Regions from separate parts of the Danio rerio genome. Here region 2 is linked to region 1. A link is a contact called in public Hi-C data. All regions are on one chromosome and are shown on one strand. Each heading gives the region's core, a stretch centred on a gene start, on an enhancer-like site or on the middle of the called end of the contact. The rest is flanking DNA. Distances are from core to core; before and after follow the strand shown. Region 1 holds the start of rasal3 (RAS protein activator like 3). Region 2 holds the start of nabp1b (nucleic acid binding protein 1b).

What was found. A called contact is a pair of places that touch in the nucleus more often than the background predicts.
Region 2: a Hi-C map of hematopoietic stem cells shows a contact between it and region 1, with 2.2 times the contacts expected there. The contact joins the promoter of nabp1b here to the promoter of rasal3 in region 1. A contact is called at or near these places in 2 of 18 Hi-C or Micro-C datasets (caudal fin and hematopoietic stem cells).

The regions. Positions count from the first base shown.
Region 1 is chr6:9,422,301-9,428,044 of GRCz12tu, forward strand. It overlaps rasal3 (RAS protein activator like 3), which reads right to left and starts at 2,479. Exons shown (of 18, transcript XM_005165747.6): 1 at 1,218-2,479. The coding sequence starts at 1,752. pglyrp2 (peptidoglycan recognition protein 2) reads right to left here. Exons shown (of 5, transcript NM_001045166.1): 4 at 5,291-5,588; 5 at 2,602-3,492. The coding sequence ends at 3,472.
Region 2 is chr6:9,641,258-9,647,209 of GRCz12tu, forward strand. nabp1b (nucleic acid binding protein 1b) reads right to left here and starts at 2,985. Exons shown (of 6, transcript NM_001030252.1): 1 at 2,671-2,985; 2 at 2,157-2,295; 3 at 1,262-1,333; 4 at 1,098-1,185; 5 at 953-1,019. The coding sequence starts at 2,764. trnas-cga (transfer RNA serine (anticodon CGA)) reads right to left here and starts at 3,160; the gene lies at 3,079-3,160.

The DNA.
Region 1 (5,744 bases), core at 1,229-3,728:
AAGCTAATGAGAATTAGTTGGCATGTAGATGTTATGTAACTTAGATTCAACAAACATCGGACCATAAAAATTAAGTGTGACCTAATAATCTTGCTAATACTAATATTTTCTTCAGTGAAGGGATATATCACTAATAAATCACAGCCTTCAACAGTGACGTTTATATTTAACGGAATTGAACTTCAACAGTGATATTTGTATATTGAACTCAAATGCTGGGTTGGGCCAACATGAAGGAATTAAGTTCACTTATTAGATGTTACAAATTTAAGTGGATCGAACATAAAACAATTAAGTTGTCCTTGAAAATCTTTAAGAATTGTGATGTTTGAGCTCATTTTAAGTAAGTAGTTTGTAAAAAAGCACTATAGGAATAAAAATGACTTGACTTGTTGTTTAATATTCCATCTCAATGTCACATCCTGTTGTTGTACCCTCATTCTTTAGCGCCATTTAGTGGCATCTGCATGTGCAATCATTTTAATAAGCAAGTTCACACAGCCGTCCAACAGAGGTACATCTAAAAACCTCCACATATCATAGATTAAATGAAATATTTAGCATATAATTTAATTTGCAAACACATTTTATATGGTGAACACAGAAAACAAACAGCAATAGAAGTATGTATAATTAGAAATGACAATGTAGTATTTAAATAGCATTCATAATTAAAATATGATAATATTAATAATAATACTAAAGTTGGTGATGATAAAAGTAATATGTGATGCCACAAACATGGATATCCATGTTAAGCATGCTGTACTTTTGTGTTTTTATGTTGTTGGTGGTGTTTACATCCTTCCATGTCATGTGTACACCCTATTACTATTGCACACACAAATCTGGCTGTTGTTGACTATCTTGCGTGTTTTTTTTGATAGCTCTTTTTCCTTTTGAACCGTATCATCTAGTTTCATGTATCTCTTTACATAATGATATTCATTCATCATTTATTTTCCACAGTGGAATGAACCACCAACTATTCCAACATATGTTTTACGCAGTGGATGCCCTTCTAGCTGCAACCCGGTACTGGGAAACTGCATAATAATATATAAAATCATAATAAAAAATTAATATATATATCACTGTAAAAAAATTTACTTGAAGCTGCGCCAACGACAAAGTGTGATAAAAATAATAAACCTAAAAATTATGATGTCACAACAATAGTAATAACAAAAAAAAGCATCTAACATTGCATCTCTTACCATGCTCTGTGACAGTACTCTGCAGACGAGGCTTCTTGAACCTCTGCGAGACCGTTTGCAGGTACTTTCTGATTTTGCCTCTCTGTGTCGTGTCCTGGACGGTGGACCCTGTTGCCTGTGCGCTCGAAGACGCGGGGGCCGAGGAGGCCAGGAGGGACCCCGGTGGCTCCGAAAGAGCTCTGCGAAAAGGGTTTTTCCTTGAAGTTGTCGGCTTGTCTGGTTTGGAGGGGCTTTCTCCTCCTCGATTTGCAGTTGAGGACTTTTCCCCGGGGTCTTCACTCAGAGCTTTGCGCCAGCTCTGCATTTTGTTCCACTTGTTTGAAGCCCCTTTCTCCAGCCTTTCAATGGCACCCTGTGCCACTGTTTCAGCCTTGGCTCCAGTGTGCCACTTGTATGTATTAAGCAGCTTGCCATCCTCTGTTTGTCGTGGGTCTTGATCAACCGGGCTGTTCTGTTCAGGAACCAGCTCCATGTCTTCCTCAATCTGCGATGCTGCTCCAGCCTGCTCAGCATTTGACTCTTTGTTTGTACCCATCTCAGATTTCTTTCTCGGTGAACTTTCTGTGAATGTTTTCTTACAGTACCAGAAAGAGTATGGATTCACCTACCAGTTTAAATCCTTTGCATCATCATGAAGTTTTCAGGATTTCATCATCAGCTCACTTCACCTATTAGCTACTTCCTCAAACTGTTTTGCGCATCATCAGCTTTAAAACCTCTCTGGTTTTGAGTGAGTGTTGAGGTTTAATTCTCTTACACTAGTCACTCTAGTCTAGTATTTGCCCCCAAAAATGCTTTTTGGGACTAAATTTGTGCTCCTTATTGTGCAGGTCTTCAGTTTTTATAGGTATGAGCTGTTTTTTTTTCTGTGCGCACTTATCGTGTAGCGTTCAGGAAGTCAGTCAGTTTGTGGGTGGGGAAGTCAGGTTAGGTTTACAGGTTGATGATGCATCTCTCAGCTTTTTATCAATCTGTAAACCTAACCTGACAGAACCAGAAACTGCCTGTCCTGCTTTATTTGCTCCAATTGATCAAAAACTACTGTGGGAGAGCATAATCTTTTATTTAATGTTTGTCTTACTTACAGTTTGAAACAAAAATGGTTTTAAAATGAAAATAGAAAGATTATTATTCAAGCATAACATGATGCTGATTGGATTTAGTTAATAAATGACACACAAGTTTGACGGTTTACCCTAAATACCTGCTTGTTTTGTTCAGTGACTGTTACGTTTCCTGTCACAACAGCAGCACACTTCCTTTCTCACTCTTGGGCCTGCTATGAAAACCACTTCCTGTGGTGGTAAAAAAAGAAAAAAACTAGAAGTAATCGTGTCAACCTTTTCTTCAATCTAGCTGTAGCATAAAAAAATTAAACGAGTAAGACTGGAGATCACAGTTTATTTTTGCACACGTAATTCTCACGTACGCACAGTAATGTTTCATAAATCTCATTTAGACACTCAACCAAAACTCAACCAAGGTTTGGTTTCATGCCGTTGACCTTGCAGTTCAGTGTTAAATTTAAATGTTTGTATGCTTGATTCTGATTGGCTGATTAAGGTTTGCAGATGTTTTAGATAAACACACAGCTAAAGGCCTTGACTGTATTTCAGTTTCACAGTCAAGACTCAAAATCGAACAAAAAGGCTTAGGATGAGATTAGCAAGAATCTAGTCTTATAAGAAGAGGTTTGAGGACAAAAAACAGACAAAAAGTCTTGATACACAACATTTAAAACAGTTGCCAACCTAATTTTACCAAGTAGGACAAAGTTCCTGGATCTATGTTGATCCTGGAACAAAATTCCTCTCAGCCTATCAGAATTAAGGGATACGTTTACAGTTAAGTTTAGGCTAACGGTTAGGTTTATGCACTTCATGATTGTTTTCCAACTATTATTCCCCTCTGATTTTAGGAATAATTTGCTGTTATGGTTGGGTTTAGTGGTAGGGAATAGGTATGAATTACATTTTCGAAACAAAAATTATGTTCCAGGATCAACATAGATTATACAGTGTCTTTAGGTGTGGGGACTGTATAAACAAAACAAATGATTATTATTATTAATATTGTTTCATTCTGCTGTGGCGACCCCTGGTAAATCAGGAAGTAAGCTAAAGGAAAATGAATGAATGAATAACATTGAATTACCATCAATCTTTCCTCATGTTTTTTTCAGACAAATTAAAAGGCTTAGTTATTGTAGCAGTCCTGCACAATAAACCATGACGTGTCAGTGAGATCTCCAATGTTACTTCAAAGGATCCTTATCCTGTAAGAAACATAGTAGAAACAAAAACTCTTAGTTTGCATGTTGTATGTACACTATAAAAATAAAATAAATTCTGTTTTTTGTGGTTCACAAGTGTTTTCCGTTTAAATATGGTTGGTAACTGCATTATGGGAGCTTGATTTCTGCACTGTTGACTTTTGATGTCGAAAATTCAACTCTACAGTTTACTAGTTTAAAATAATATAATGTATAAGAAATAATATATAAAGAAATATCCCAGCAAGCATTTTCTGTGTTTAAAAGATATCTAATAGATGTCTAAAGACATCTTTGCTAAAACAAGGGTATAATTGGCCCCTGTGTCTGTGAGTAAAAATCTAGTACAATAGCCCAAAACTAGACTAGTTATCAAATACACATGATTAAATACTACACATGTGAAGCCTGTATAATCAGTGTATTTGTTGATTGGTCTAATTTTGGGCTATTCTTAGACATTTATTATGTTTTCACTGACAGAAAACTTAGCCTTGTTTTAGTCAAAACATCCATGCTAGACATCTATTAGATGTGTATTAAACATAAAATTGCTTGGTGGTCTGTAAAATAACAGAAAATGTACTGGCAATTTATTACAAGGATTTTGTAGCAAAATATAAACTACCTGACAAAAGTGTTGTCGTCAATCCCAGTTATAAAAGCAATAAATAATAACTTGACTCCTAGTTGATAATAAGGAAAAGTGGCAGAAGGTACATTTCTCTAATGAATCATCTGTTGAACTGCATCCCAATCATCACAAATACTGCAGAAGTCCTATTGGAACCCGCATGGAGCCAGTACTCTCACAGAAATCAGTCAGGTATAGTGAAGGAAAAATCATGGTTTGGGGTTACATTCAGTATGGGGGAGAGCGAGAGATCTGTAGAGTGGATGGGAACATCAACAGCCTGAAGTATCAAGACATTTGTGCTGCCCATCACATTACAAACCACAGGAGAGGGCAAATTCTTCAGCAGGATAGCGCTCCTTCTCATACTTCAACCTCCACATCAAAGTTCCTGAAACAAAGAAGGTCAAGCTGCTCAAGGATTGTCCAGCCCAGTCCCCAGACATGAACGTTATTGAGCATGTCTAGGGTAAGATGAAGGAAAAGTCATTGAAGGGGAATCTAAAGAGTCTTGATGAACTCTGGGAGTCCTGCAGGAATGCTTTCTTTGCCATTCCAGATGACTTCATTAAGTTATTTGAGTCATTGCAGAGATGTATGGATGCAGTCCTCCAAGCTCATGGGAGTCATACACAATATTAATTCTTTTTCCACTGTACCATGACTTTATATTCTATACTGTACATTATTTCTGTTAAGTGACAAGGCTTTTGTCTAAGCAAAGTCAGACCTTAATGTCCTAATTAAATAATTAAATCAAGGCATGATTATATTTTATTTTGGTAAAATAAGCATAATCTAGAGGCCTTTGTCTTTCATATAAGCCACTTCTAACACCAAATGATCAACTAGAAGTCAAATTATTATTTGTTGTACCTAAAGCTTGGATAGGCGGCAAGACTTTTGTCACATAGTGTACAACACAAAGCCAAAATGTTAATAAATACCACAAATTAACTTTCAAAGTTAAAAGTTGTTGGAAGAAAGATCAATGTCCCATAATGCAATTCAAAAGCATAAATAAACTAAATAAAAACATGAATTACAAAATATGTAAAACTGCTGATTTTTAGATTTTTTTAACATTGTAGATGAAAAGTATTTCAAGCATTTAACTGCATTTTTGAAAGATGTTCGATACATTTAAGACTGTGGAATCCTACATACTTTATAGTGCATCCAGGTTGTGATCTCAGAGTAAAGGGCATTTCCTGGGCAGCTGGTGGTTACTACTACTTGTCTGTGTCCGAGAATGGTGAAATCCTCCTGCAGAAATCCATTGTTCACTCCACACTTGACCAGATGATGGCGCACCAGTTCCATGTCATGAGTGGAGGGTAAACGACCAGAGTAATCGCCAATGAAAGCTACACCATACCCCACGTTATTGCGTCCTTTAGTGTGAGCCCCTTGTGACATCCAGCCACGACCTTCATAGATGTATCCATCAGACCCAACCACAAAGCTTAATTAAAAAATATGTAAATAAATAAATAAAATGTGGTAGCATATGCCATGTTATGCATATAACTGTTCTAGAATTGCCTTAGTTAGTTGCAATATATTAACTGAAATGTAAATCTAAATTTGTTTTAAATGCTCTAGATAGACAGTAACTGTG
Region 2 (5,952 bases), core at 1,735-4,234, 220 kb after region 1:
TTTATACTAATAAAATGTTTGTTTTGTTGTTTCTCAAATTAATAGAATAAATTTAACATTTTAATGGGTTTCAGTACTGAAATATTTATCCTTAAAGTTAAAATTGTTTATGTAGTGTGTTAAAAAAGTAAACAGAATGGATGAATAATTAGAATTCTCCAAATGTGCACTGTAAGCTATATGTGTGTTTTTTGCATTGACTCGGAAAAAAAGAAAGACAGAAAGAAAGAAAGAAAGAAAGAAAGAAAGAAAGAAGGATGGAAGGAAGGAAGGAAGGAAGGAAGGAAGGAAGGAAGAAAGGAAGGAAGGATCTTGTAAAAGTCTCTGGCAAATCTATGAATGTGAAGTGTAAGTGAATCTATTCATTTATCCATTCATCCATCCATCCATCCATCTAAAATTTGCAGTTTTTCTTCTCAACAGGTAAACTAAACTTTTTTTTGTCATATGTTAGCTCTTTACTGTCAAGCCACATATAAAAGTGCAAAATATTGCAAGGACAAGAATCTTAAAAACATGTATCTTTACACAACAGGGCATGGGGTGTTTATAGAGACAGTCTGGAAATAATTCATGTTCTATACATTAATAAGGAACCAATGGTAGAATGTAGGCAAGTATTTTAAATCTTTTGTCTTATTTTAAATTATTTCAAGCTATCCACTTAATCCAGGGGTCACTAATCTCAGTCCTTGAGGGCTGGTGTCCCTGCAGGGTTTAGTTCCAACTTGCCTCAACACACCTGGATGTTTCAAGTATAGCTAGTAAGATCTTGATTAGCTTGTTCAGGTGTGTTTGTTTAGGGTTGGAGCTAATATCTGCAGGACACCGGCCCTCCAGGAATAAGTTTGGTGGCCCCTGACTTAATCAGTGATAGCAACATGTAAGTCCACAACACACGATTTTGATTAAAAATGGCCAATGTCAAACAATAAGCTTTAAAAATGTAAACCTGTAGGTCCAGCAGGTGGCACGGGATTCACTAGAGAAGGATTGCTGCCGTGAGCCTCTGTTTTTACCTGTTAGGAGATAAAACACACACTCATTCTGTGTTCCTCTTACTGTTGGTGCAATTTGAGCAGTATTTTTGCACTCACATGGGTGTTGTTTATTTGGTTTATTTTAGCCAGCACCTCTGGGTTGGGCTCACTGAAATTTGGAGTCTCAGAGAAAATCATGCAGAACCTTTAATAGACGCAAAAAGGAACGGTTACTGCTGTCATTTCCCCTTGCATTAAATAAGTCAGCTGAGATGACCTACTCTCCGATCTTCTGGAGGTCTCCTGTTCTTCCAATATACAGCGTAAGACAGCCTTTAAAGAGAGACGCATATCTGAAAAATATATACACAGGATTATTTTCTTGTGTTTTATACATTTACTTTTACCAAATTGGAGCCTTATAATAACGATCAAAACATGTATTCAAATGTATTATGGTGTCAATTATCTCCCTTTTATTATTACTGTTATTATCACTATTAATACTACTACCGTTTTTAATTTACATAAGCCACATTATTGTACAGTCTATGGTCAAACCTTAGTAAATGGCGCCATCCAGTGGACAGCATTAATCAATAAAGCAAACTGGTAGTAAATATTAATAATAATAATAAATAATATTACTCCGGTCTAATTCTAAAGATGATTTGTCTAACAGTGCAGTAAAGAGTTGTAGATAGAAATGTTTAGCTATAAATATGCTGTTTCCATTAACATATTAATAGAAAGAAAAAAGAAATTAAAGAATGAAAGAAAGACTTTGGCCTTTAAAACCCCCTTTAACACAACATTTTACAAAAACAAAAATAATAAATTCACACAAAAAATACTAACAAAACAATTACTGATTAGAAACAAATTTACCACACACTTACAACCCCCTTTATTTGGAAAAAAAATGTATATTATCAGTTTGCTTATGACATGAAAAATCAACAGCAACTCTAAATCTGTAAAACAGCAACTCTAAAGTCTAAATAAAGATTTAAAAAGAGACTATTCAAACACTTCACCAACATTTTTACATTGATGTGTTTTTAAATTTGCTAATTTAATTTAAATAGAAAGAAAGACGCGTGGATTTGACTATAAGAACTGGTATTATTAATAATGTTATTATCACCATCCTCATCAGTAATGAACTGTACTTACCCTCGAGTGAGTCGAATGATGTCTCCGGTTTGAATCAGGCTGCCCACCTCGTCCCACACTGATATGGTGATACTTCCGGTCCTGTCAGCTACTTTACAGGAACGCACTTCGTGTCCGTCCTTTGTTTTAGACACACGACCTGACACATTTTGTTACATTGGAACACACGTAAAATACAAGAATTCTTTAATATACTTTATATTCTGAATATTGCTGCTTGCATAAACATAAAAGCGAAGGGACTTTGATTCAAATTCTTGAACGATTTGTTCTGAACTTATGAATCAGTTCAACCGATTCTCAGAACAAACCCAACTCTAATGACTTATTCACAAGTAAGCTAATTTAATCTGTTTTTCGTTTATCAGTACGGAAAAAAGGTTCGTATGATATATAAAGTGTCATGATTTATAAAGATGAATCTTATTTGTCGACTTAAATGCTGATTGTGTGTTTGTGAGCACACTTTTAATAAAGGTGGGCTAGTAGAGAAACAGTTTCCCAACAAACTTACCAGTTTCCAGGACGATGAAAACCAAATTAATATTTTTTAATCCAGCTTTAAGGTCTTTAATCAAGAACGCATTGTCGTTTGGTGAATTTGCCATTGTAAAAAAAACTAGAAAAGAAAAAACACTAAGAAAATCCTACTCAAATTCGATCAAACGCAAACTGCCTGCCACTTATTGACTGATTGTGCCTCGCATGTAATTGATTACAGCACTGCTTTGCTTGATCTAAAATTGCCAGATTAGGTGACGCTTCTGCCTTGCAGAATTTTTTTAACCGAGCCGCACCTCTGTAATCCTTGAAATGCTGTAGAAATAGTGGCCCAGATACTCCGTGACATCAGTTTATTCACGAATGCGTGATTTAAAACGTAATTTGAAAGTGTGGTTGTTTGCTAATCAAAATTAAACATCGTCACGAACAGGATTCGAACCTGTGCGGGGAAACCCCATTGGATTTCGAGTCCAACGCCTTAACCTCTCGGCCACCGTGACTGGTTCATATCTGCCTGCAAAAAACAGTTTATCTACCTCTACATCCATCAGGTGTGATTATTACGCGATTATTTTACGCGATAGAGCCAGTTTCTTTGTATGTTTGGGTTATTTTATGTTAAAAATGTAAAAGCTGGATGTTTTTTAATCGTATTTAGGAAGCCTCATAATATGGCTTCATTTAAAACAAACAGGCAGATTACAAAAATTGGAAAGTAGAAGCGCGATGTTCGACAGTATAACCAAAGAAAATATTCTTAGCGTTTAGTTTTTGAGTTTTTAAGATGGATTGAAGTATTTATTTCGCTAATATATAAATCTATATATTGTGCTGTTTAAATTGATTCAACACGACACCAGGTGGCGCTAAAGCATGAAGAATTGTGCAACCAGTTTTAAAACCAACTCTTCATTTTGGGTACGAGAGTTTATACAGTTGTTGGCAAAAATTAGTTGATAAAAACAAATTAAGACAGATAATGCAGATGCCAATGAATGTATAAGTTGAGAATTCCTCATTACCTCGACATTTCAGGTTTGTCATTGTTTCTGCAGTATTGGGTAACTTAGATTACTTACAAACTGTTGACGGTTGACATTATTCTTCGGTGGATTCAAATGAACGTTACACGTAAGTTAGTTGTTATTAATTTAGGTAATACATTGTAGTTTATGTTTTACGTTTGCTTCACTTGAGGAGTATAACTAATTTGACATGATTTAAGGTTATTAAAATGAAGAGGAAGACAAATAGGCCTTCGGTTTCTTACTATCAGCGTAGTGAATAGCCTACTAGCAACGGTTCCCCAACCTGTTGTTAATTAAAGCACTATGTTTTTATTAAAATATAATAATTATTTTAATCATTGCAAAACTTAATACAGAAATCAGAAATATTTTAGGGCATTGTTTGCCTGTATGTCTTTGTGATCATCAATTGATTACAGAACTGTGAACATGCCAATACAATGTTAAATTATTAGGTTAAAAGGGGTACAAAAGGTATTTGGAATCTTGTCACATGGACAAACATAAAAAAGTCTATGAAATTGGTAAACTAAAAACATTTTTATCAAAGTATTTATCCTTTTTTATATAAATACAAGAGTTTTGGAGTGTAGCGAAATGCTTAACTTCATTTAACTCCTGTCAAGTTCAGTCTATTCTACTTCTAACAACATTAAAGCTTGTAACTCAAAAGTTATTTACCTTAAAATCAAAGTCTAGCTCATAGATAAGACACTTTCTGTCATGTTACAGTTACTTCTGTCTGAGGGATTATGAACAATTGCATGCAAATGTCAACCATGCCATGAAAACAATTCAGGCCTCAAAAAAACAGTGAAACCATTTCTACGTTTTTTTTGTACATGCAAGTATTTTACAGTAGGGCTGGTTGATTTTTGCAAAAAATTATAATCACGATTATTTTGGTCATAATTGTAATCACGATTATTCAAAACGATTATCAGTTGAAGTCAAAATTATTAGCGCTCCTGAGATTTTTAAAAAAATAAATATTTCCCAAATGATCTTTAACAGAGCAAGAAATTTTAACAGTATTTCCTCTAATGTTTTTTCTTCTGGAGAAAAGCTTATTTGTTTTATTTTGTCTAGAATAAAAGCAGGTTTAAATATTTTGAAACCCATTTTAAGGTCTATAATATAAACCCCTTTAAGCAATATATTTTTTGATTGTCTGCAGAAGAAACTACTGTTATACAATGACTTGCCTAATTACCCTAATTAAGCCTTGAAATCACACTTTGAATATGAATTCTTGTATTTTGAAAAATATCTAGTCAACTATTATGTGCTGTCATCATAGCAAAGTTAAAATAAATCAGTTATTAGAAATGAGTTATTAAAACTATTATGTTCAGAAATCTTCTTTCCATTAAACAGAAATTGGGGAGGAAGAGGGTTGCTAATATTCAGTTGAGACTTCAACTGCATATATACACAGTTATTTTCCACCCTGCAAAGGAAAGAGAAATAAATACAATAGAATAAAAATGAAACAAACTGTGCTTTAAGCATCTTCACTGTAAGAAAAACACTTTAGCTACAAAAGTCCAGAGCAGTGAGGAATTTTCTCATTTTGTTTGATTAATGATAAAAACAGGCGGCAGCAGGAATTGCGCGCTGTCACTTTAATGGTTTCTCGTTCACGTTTTTCTTTTGATTCTCAACTCGTTTGTTTATTACACAAATGAGGGTTAATATGAATAATCATTAAACACTGCGTTTTGACACCTATTTGTACATTAAAGCGCTCACGTAAAGATGAGATGCGTGCGCTCTGCTGTCTCAGTGTGCGAATGAGACCGAATGCTGACTGCATGCTTCTGACTGTGTGTGCGCGCATTTAAGAGCAACACCTGTACAACTGGAAAAGTGCAGTATATGATGCAATAATCGTTTATCTCGATTAATGGTTTTTCATAATCGTTAGAAGCTGAAATCGGATTTTGATTAATTGCACAGCCCTATTTTACAGTACTTAAAAAATGCACAAAAATGTTTCTGTCAATGTTTTCATACATTTATATTCAATTTACCAAAGTCCAATTACACAAGTGCCAATTTCACATCCGTCACATCCATAACAGAGAGCTGTCACATCTATTGCGAAGCTTTTTCCTCATAAATGCAAACATGTAAAATAAAACTAAATCTGTCATTTTTGTTCTATAGAGAGCTAACTCTTATCCTTTTGGTTAGCATTATTGCTTTTGGCTTGTGCAGTTTAATTCCCAGAATTTCTACAAAGTATGTCGTAGACTGTAAAC